2 separate regions of the Zea mays genome follow, and region 1 is linked to region 2. Evidence: chromatin contacts called from public Hi-C data. All regions are on one chromosome and are shown on one strand. The core of a region is the stretch at or near the end of the contact, and the rest is flanking DNA. Distances in the headings are between cores, read along the strand shown.

What was found. Hi-C and Micro-C count contacts between places; a contact is called where the count stands out from the background.
Region 1: a Hi-C map of leaf shows a contact between it and region 2, with 5 times the contacts expected there. The contact joins the promoter of LOC100283703 here to the promoter of LOC100381846 in region 2. A contact is called at or near these places in 7 of 25 Hi-C or Micro-C datasets (bundle sheath, ear, leaf and 1 more) and 1 of 3 datasets of contacts at active chromatin or transcription factors (leaf).

The regions. Positions count from the first base shown.
Region 1 is chr8:134,712,259-134,716,534 of Zm-B73-REFERENCE-NAM-5.0, forward strand. LOC100283703 reads right to left here and starts at 1,513. Exons shown (of 3, transcript NM_001156602.2): 1 at 1,264-1,513; 2 at 798-1,183. The coding sequence starts at 1,422.
Region 2 is chr8:134,528,353-134,533,125 of Zm-B73-REFERENCE-NAM-5.0, forward strand. It overlaps LOC100381846, which reads right to left and starts at 2,587. Exons shown (of 16, transcript NM_001361545.1): 1 at 2,455-2,587; 2 at 2,091-2,370; 3 at 672-822; 4 at 316-423. The coding sequence starts at 2,350.

The sequences.
Region 1 (4,276 bases), core at 263-2,762, 180 kb after region 2:
GGTCAGAATACCTTGTTTAGCGCCCAAAAGAATCAGAAAGTATCAAGGGGCAACAAAAGCTGAAATGACGCCATTATTCAGTACATGAGAGTTGTGGAGAAATAAGATTGATGCAGACTTGAGCCAATATGATAAATCAGACAGCAAAGCTGTGGTCATTTGCCTATGAGTGAGTGCCGGTGTGCACTCAGCCCACCAGCCTGACTATGCAGAAATCAGTTGCAAAGTATGTACACTATGAGACCATAGATGCCTCTGATAAATTCTTAATGCGTTTAGGTGCACATGTTCCATGGGTGGTGATGATAGAGTATTGTTTGCTTGCACGCGTGTGTATGCCTTATACACAATTACTGTCATAACAGAAAGGCGACATAAGACAGATTAAACCACACTTTTTTGTTCTTGCCTTATCTCCACCTCTTTAGTCATGTCTACTATCCCCCTCAAGTTTTTCTCTCTGGTTAACCTTTCCTCTCATGCTCCTCAGTTTCGTTGCCCTAAAAATTCTAATGTGCAAGCACAATGTGCCAATCGAAGTCAAAACTCAGAGGGAAGATTGGGTTTTTGGGACTCCAAATAATATGATTCGCACTTTTGCCACTTGAAAAGTGCGGCATGTTTTGAGTCCTATTTTTGCTATGTCAATGTTACAACGGCAAAAGTGCGAAGCACAAGCACACTATTTGGAATCCCAAAAATCCAATTTTCTCCTTTACAGAAGAACAGAATGCTAGAACATGTGGTCAATCTGTATTCTGCAGGAAACAAATTGGGCAAGTAATCTGCGGTCTCACCCGGTGGCGTCAAGGACATCCCTAGAGATCTTCATCTTCTTAGTGGCCCCTTTGTACAGGTCCTCCAAGGTGCAAGCCAGCGGCCGCTCGATCGGCGGCGCCTTCCTCTGCGACGCCGCGCTCGACGCCTCCCCTGCCCCAGCAGCGCCGCCGAACATCGGGAACCCGGAGGGGACGCCGCCGCCGGGGGTACGGGGGCCTGCCCCAGCAAACCCGCCGCCGAATATCTCGGAGAAGATCTCCTCGGCGCTCCTCGTGTTGAAGCGGAACCTGTGGACGCCGGCGCCGGCGCCGTGCGTGGAGGCGGCGGGCGGAGGCGCGCCGGCCTTGAGGCCTTCCTCGCCGTACTGGTCGTAGATGGCTCGCTTCTGCGGGTCGCTGAGCACCTGCGAGAGGGGAGCCAACAGGTCAAGCAGATGGGGTTTCCCGACGGTAATGGAGGACGAGGGGAGGGATGTGTACGGACGTCGTAGGCCTCGGAGACCTGCTTGAAGAGGGTGTCGGCCTGCGGCGTAGGGTTCTTATCGGGATGGTACTTCATGGCTAGGCGGCGGTAGGCCTTCTTGAGCTCGTCGTCGGTGGCGCCGCGGCCGACGCCCAGCACCTTGTAGTAGTCCACCCCCATCGGCGGCGACTGCTGTTGCTAGCACCTAGCAGGCGGGCGGGGGGCCGGTTTTCCGCTGTTCCCAAACTGACGAGGTTTTTGGATTTTGGTTGGTACATGTAATTGGCCGGTTGTTTTGCTTTAATGCTCTTCTATCCTACGATTTTTTATCTTTCCTTTTTTTGTGTATGTGTGGGGTGTTTGGTGTGTATGTGTGGGGGTGAGGGGTTCGATACTCACCTCTTTGAGTTCAAATATATTCAATTCTCTATAATTTCTTATACCCGACTTGCTAGTTGCTACTGTTATAAGGCTATGGTCATAAGATCGTAATATGGCGTGTAAAACATTGTTTTGTATTTGTTTACATGTTGGAGTTTTAAAATAAGAGATGAGGATAAGTAAGCTACTAGAGATAATCTAAGACGGGTGCCCGCGGCTACCGTTGGTCATTCGTGACCGCTGACATGGCACTATTAGCGATTAGTACTACAGTGTTTGTTGTTATTGTTCAGCACCAATCGGTATTGGTTACCTACTGATGACATGGTGTGATCTTATTGGTTGACGCTGTTTTCTCCGTTTTGATTTTTTTTAAAAAAAATCAACTTATAAGTAGAGGGAGTGTTTGAGCTCACTCACACAACTCACACTTATATTTTTTTTTCTTCCACCATTTCATACTCATCTCACCCTCATTTTATTCAAACAAAGCGTTGTTGCAATGTCTTCGTTCAGCTCGGACATCGACATAATCAAAGAAGAAGTGATCAGGTTGATGTAGCAAACTTTAATGCAGCAGGCGGTGGAGTTTGCCTTTGAGTCTTCCATATTGAGGAGGCGAACAAGATAACATCAAAGATATATCGACTACAACTGTGTATCCAACCACGACTGGTTGATCCAAGACTATTTTAACGACCTGTGCATCTACCCGTTGTTTTATTTTTGTTAAAGGTACCATATGCGGAGGAGCATCTTCCTTCACGTCTTGGAGAGGTTGAAATATTATATTAACTTTGATTATAGACGTACCAGATTCTAATTATAATAATAATTATAGACAAATTCTAATTATAAACGTATCAGATTAAAATATTATATTAACTTTGATTAGAAAAGTTAATCTAATAAACATAAGTTAAATAAATATTTAATTATTTATGAAAACATGTGACAATATAAAAATAATGTTACTAATGCGTAGGCAATATTAATACGAAGTAACACGACTTGATCATGTTAAAACAGATGTGTAATGCCAAAAATATCATATATTTAGTATTAAAAAAAGTGGATTAAATGACGTGGGCATGTTCTGCTGATTGGTTGGCTCGGGACTATATAGAGGTTCGCGGGTACAGAGGATCGAATATTCGAATAGAAGAGATTTGGTGTAGTCATCATCAAATTTGTCTTCTTTCTTAAAAAATAGTGGATATTAGCCATGGGGAGAAAGAAAGGAGAGGGAATCAGCCAAAAAGAGGAGGCTCAGTCGCAGTAGGGGTAGATACCGATGAGGAAGAAGGGCTGCGCCATACTTAAGTGAAAATGAAAAAAAAAAGACGAAACAATGGAAGACGCACCAGAGAAGGTGTTCGCCGGAGTCAGAGTTTTTTTTAAGATTAGCAACATTGATCCGAATGATAATCCGGAAATGAAGCTCTCGCGAGCAAGTCGTGGGCGGTGACCTGGGATGCCTTTGGAGATAAATGGATAGTAAGTAATTGCTCGTCAGGGTTGGAGAGATTTTCGAACTTCGGTGAACGATTGTGGGAGCTACAGATAAAATATTGTGAAACTATTATGTTCTAGAATGTGCTCACTTAGGAGAATCTGGGCATGTATATATAGGGTGGGTTGAGTTTATCCAAAATTAGAATAAATTCAAATTTAAAGATTCATTAATTTCAGAAAATGTAGAAATTCATTTTTAATGTACAACAAAATCTAAAGGCTCCAAAAAATTATAGGAAATTTTCTAGAAATATTTTGACACATAACGAACTCAATTAAACTATTTAGAACTTATAAATATATTTTTAAGTGTCTCAAATAAATATATTTTGCTTTATGAAAAAAAGGAAAATACTCAAAAAATATGGATATTTATTGAAGACTTCTATGAGATATATTAGCATGTTTAAAGACATTTTGCACTTAGAAACACTATGAAATGCCATGAATGCAACACTTAGTTTAACCTTATGATTCATTTTAACTGGTTTATAATAAAAGGAATATATATATATATAACTATAATTTTTATTCCAAACCACTCAAAACTTATCAAATTGAACTTATTTTTTTTTAAATGTCCCTTAAAAAAATAGGGTGTTACATAGAGGCCCAAACGTATGGGCTTCAGTGAAGATCAATCCCATTATTCCTCGTTTGACTGTGAAGGCATCTTGGTAGGGTTCAAGAGTATGGTCTTCCTCGAGCACTGAGAACCTTTAGGTTAAAAGGCTATTAGTAAGAGTATACATATAAATAGCAAGTGTGCTACAAGATGGAGATTCGTCTTAATCATCGGCGTTGTCTCTCTCTAGGGTTACGGACAACCAAGATATCGTCGGTCTGGCATGCGCGATGTTAGTACATCGATATCATTGGTGTTTTGTCTACACATGTGTGGATATCACGGAGTCATGGCGATGGTAATGACATCGATGAATAAAGAACGTCAGACAGTGGCGGATCCAGGAATGAATCAAAGGAAGGGCTACTAAGCCAACAAATCGTGACGCTGGTGGTCTGATGGTAGGCGGCTTGTACCTTGTGATGGGCAACTTGACCAATTAGCTATTGTCGCCTGCCGATCTAGAGCTTGGGCGGGAGTGTCTGTCGACCATAGTCGCGCCATGGTGTAGAT
Region 2 (4,773 bases), core at 1,337-3,836:
TCATACCCCCAATTGCACTGAAACAATACATTTTAATGCCACGCAATTTTGAAATTTTCCCATAAGACCCTAGTAAGAACAACTACAAAATAAACTCAAACAAGATGCTCGAGTTAAAGGTATAGTTTTCATCAGAATTATCAAGGTAAGCATGCAAAGGTGTCAGTTAACATTTGGTTCACAAGACTGGTGTCATATCATCTCTGACAAAAGAATGGTCAGTCTTATATAATGTCAAGTAAAAACACACACGAGCTAAGATCATAATTTCTGCAAGATGCACAGGGAAAAGAAAACGTCAGAAAGAGAAGTTACCTGATATAGATGTGAGTTGACCTCAGCACAAGTTTGATGTAACGTTTCGAGAGGAGCGCCACTAAGTTCAAATTGGCCTCCAGGTTCTAGTGAGATGCTTTGCTTTCCCTACATCCATACAAACAATTCAGGTTACAAAGATAAACTGAGAAACTAGAGCCATCATTAAAAAACTGCATAACCTTCTATTTGGATGTGGCATTTAAAGTATATTAGTGAGAGCGGCCCACTGAAACGATGGGCAATGCCCATCCAATTTCAATTGTTGGTGGATGATATATAGTAGCCACACTCATGCAAAAGGAAAGGAGCAATGGAAATTGGAAACAGATGTTTTCTTTCTATTTCAGGGCTACCTGCTTGAGGCCGATAACAATGTTTCCTTCCATTATCTTCTCCCAATCAAATCTCTCAGCGAGCCCGTTCAGTATGTCACGAATCTGATCATATTTTATAGGGCGTAATGTGTCGACTTCAAAACCAAACTTTTCATGCTCCGTGCCAATTCTGTAAAGGACAGATGTTTACTTTGGGGATGAACTTACTGAACAGCCAATTGAAACATATCTTCCTTTTTTGAAAAAGAAAATACAAGGGCATCTTTAATAAATACCGAGACATATCAAATTATCATTGCTCAAATAACATGAACACAGCTACAAGATAAAACGATGGCCAAGTGATCATCACACTGATGAATCCATCCTAGTACAAAGTACGCGCTAGAGCCGGCTCACGGCTCATCACTAAAAGGGGCACTAATCCATCTCAATCGTTGGCACTGTCGTAAGCACTTGAAAGTAACCTCAATGTTAGAGCTAGACAGCGTTGTTGGTGTTGACAATGTAACTTGCCAAGTTAGTTTATTTGATCAGCCAAATTTATTTAATCGTTATAATCAAGTTAATGAGCTGATACACACTGCATAAGACTTGTGGCAGGTTGGAATATGTGTGAGCCCAAGCGAGATACTTGGCTGAGACATCGACCACAGGATGCAACCGAGTCATGATTCGAGGTCATGAGGGAGCAATATAGTGTTTTCATCAAGTCAAAGCTACTAGCATGTATCTCCTGTTCAGGTTTGCATCCAGTATGGAGACTAGCTACCACATGAGGCATGCTTGAGTTCATGTGCGGGGAAAGGTCCAAAATAACAAAGTTAGTGTTTAGATGGTTTAGGGCCTGGTGCGGTGGTAGAGCCTACCGTCTGTAACCGGAAGGTCCCGGGTTCGAGCCCCAGCCTCTGCATATTATGCGGGTAAGGCTTGGCGCTTAAATATACCCTTTCCTAGACCTACACAGTGCGGGAAGCCTACGGCACTGGGTGCGCCCCTTTTTTTAGTGTTTAGATGGTGTTTCATGTCAAGATTGTTAACTTGACCTGACAGAAAATCTATATCTGATCATTGAACCCTCATAGGACTACTTTGGGACACGTGGGCGAGCCGAGAGTGCATGGAGCCAAAGGTGTCAAAAGCAAAGCTTCTGCATCGACAAAGAGAACCTAATCTTTGCTTTTTTGCACACTAATATGCATTAGGGATTGGTAATCTATGCTGTTTTGCGCTAAAAACAGTCCGCTCTCCTCCACGAAAGTGAGGAACCCCTGAAAACTAGTCGCACGAACTATAGTTATCGTGGTGTCGCGTGATCAATTTTTCATGGCAACAGTTGGCTATATATAAGAACTTATGACAGGTATCATTTCAAGAAGCAAAAAAAAACTAATAAACAAACAAATGAAGGAGCATGTGCATATGGAAGCTTCTAACCTCCAGTTCTCCTTGGGCTTGCACCCGGAGACGAGGTAGGCGACGAGGTCCTCCTTGGTGAGCGGCTCCGTCATCTGCACGACCTCCTCCGTCGGGGGGCTGGCCGCGACGGCCCCGCCGCGCCTCCTCCTTCTCCCCCTGCTGTCGGTCGGCGGGAGCCGAACCACCGCGAGCCCACTCCTCCTCCCCGCCGCCGCCGCGGGGCGCGCGCCGTCCGCCGGCGACACACGCGTGACCGCGAGCCGCGACGCCACGGCCATCGAATCAAACCGCCAACGCACTTGCCAAAATCCACCAGAAAGGAAGTCAGCGGGAATCGCGCAGCCCCATACGCGGGCGCCAGCCGTCGAACTGAACCACTCACCTCGCGGAGCTAGGCTAGGGTTCGCCGCCGTCCACTGCTGCAGCCTTTTCGCCTGCGCTACTTCCTCCGCAGTCACGAACTCACGACCGCGCGGGCCGAGCCCGATGAAGGAGTGTGAGTGAGACCGGGGGAGGAGGGGAGGGGGCAGCGCGTGCTGGTTACTTATAAAGCGGTGCTGTGGGGCCCGGGCGCCAGCGCCGTGTGAGCACGGCGCGTTGAAGTGCGCGTGGCACCCATCAATCCGCGAGACAATAGCGCCATCGGCATCGGCAGCAGAAGCTAGAAGCCGCCGGGGCGGCGGCGAGGAGGGAGGTGCGGCCGCCGGCGTCTTCGTCTCTGACGTGTGGGCGCGGCTGCCCTGCGGATTGTGGGCACTTTTTTAGTGGATCCAAAAAAAAAGTGGGGTGCACTTTTTTAGTGGTGGGACTCGGAGGCCCCTAATGATCCTGCCTGCTATTTCCAACTAATCAATTCGCAAATGCGGGACGATTCTACTCCAGATGCAGCACTGACCCTGCCGAATCATCACTGATGACGAAGACGATGATGAGATTGTACCCGGGCAAGGATCCTCTGCGGTGGCAACTGGCAACACAGTGGCAAGAGAGATGCGTGCTAGTGCTGCACGCCTGCACGCCTGCACCGCACCGCACCGCGCCGCGTGACGAGCGAGAGCGAACCTCGCGCATCTTCGCGGCCAGGTTCCCGCCGTGCGGGCGTGCTCAGAGCGAGCACGGAGCACATGCTGAGCATCAGGTGGAGCGAGCATGTGGGCTCTGCTGCAGCGCGTGCGCTTCTCTGATCTCTCAGACTCTGGCCTTGGATTGGATGGCATAGAGAATAGGGTCGCTCGAAGATCACCATCCAAGATGATGTGTTGCTGTTCCAACTCGTATTGGTCTTTGCCGGTGTAGTCAGGCCAGCCAGACGCGTACGTAGGGGTGATCCTTGAGAGACTGTACATATAGCAGAGGCCGCTCCTTGTGTCGACAATGAGTTTTTTTTGCTATTATAATACCCGTAATTAGTGGCTTCTCTACAATAGTACTTATAAATTGTATTTCTCTATAATGCTGCTTATAAGTGAGTACCTTCTTTAAAACAGGAACGGATCTGGGCCTTTTTTGGTGTCCATGACACCAATAAATTTTATTAATCTACATTAGAATATATGTTTGCTAGCACTTAAATGAATTGATGATTTTATAATTTAATTGAGATGACACCAATGATTGTTTTATCTAAATCCGCTCCTGCTTTAAAATAGTATTTCACTCTTATTTCATCTATTTTCTATTTTGTTTTTATTTTCTATCATTTGAAGCACATTTTATCTAGTTAGCTGCGAAGAGCAGGGCTTTTCCTGCCACCTGCAGCCTAGTGACAGCCTCACTGGGAACTTCTTAAACAAGTCAAACTTCTTAAGAATTTTTTCTAATCTTATCCAATTCATGTGTATTAGGAATAACCGAACAAGGCCTTAGATGGTAGAAAATAAAAGTAGGAAAATAAATTAAGAAAAGAAAATAAGAATTGGTGAAATACCACTTTGGAGAAAGTTTCTCACTTATGAATATCACTAGGTCAGTGCTCGTGCGTTGCAACGGGAATAAATAATATTTCGATAACTTATATATACAAATATGTGTTATGCAGTTATGAGATAGAGGATGACATCCGCAAGCTGTCCGTGATGACATAGAGATCACGTGGAAGCGAGAGCGCGGCCTGCAGATCGACGCAACGCAAACACGGCCTGCAACGCAAACGACAAGCGTGTGGCCTACAGATCGCCGCAACGCAAACACGGCCTGCAACGCAAACGGCAAGCGCGGCCGCACGCACTGCCCGTCCTTCATATATGTAGCAGATATTACGCGTTTGGTTGCTATATGGACGTGGTCTGGCTCGCACTGGCTAAGCAGGCCTGCCACTGGCAAGGCTTTTTACGGCTACAAGTCTGCTCTCTGTCTACCTCACGCACGGGAGCAGGCCACGCTAGGGCATCCAACGCGACGCATCCGGCCGTGCTGAGTGGATCGGCCACGATAGTGAGCCCTAAGGGCGAGTGCACGCAGACGTAGCCCCCACGCGCGCCGCACAGGAGGTGGACGTGCGACGGCGTGGCGCGGTGTCAGCACGGCGAACTAAGCGTCCTATCACGGGTCGAAGGATGCTGCACACCAGAGACACAGGGACAGCCGGAGCCCGCCGAGGGAGGAGAAAGGGTGGTGCAGGAGCTATATAGCGCGTAGAGGAGAGCCCGACCACCATGGCTGAGGCTGCTCGCCGATGGATGACGCAGCGATGGATGCCGCA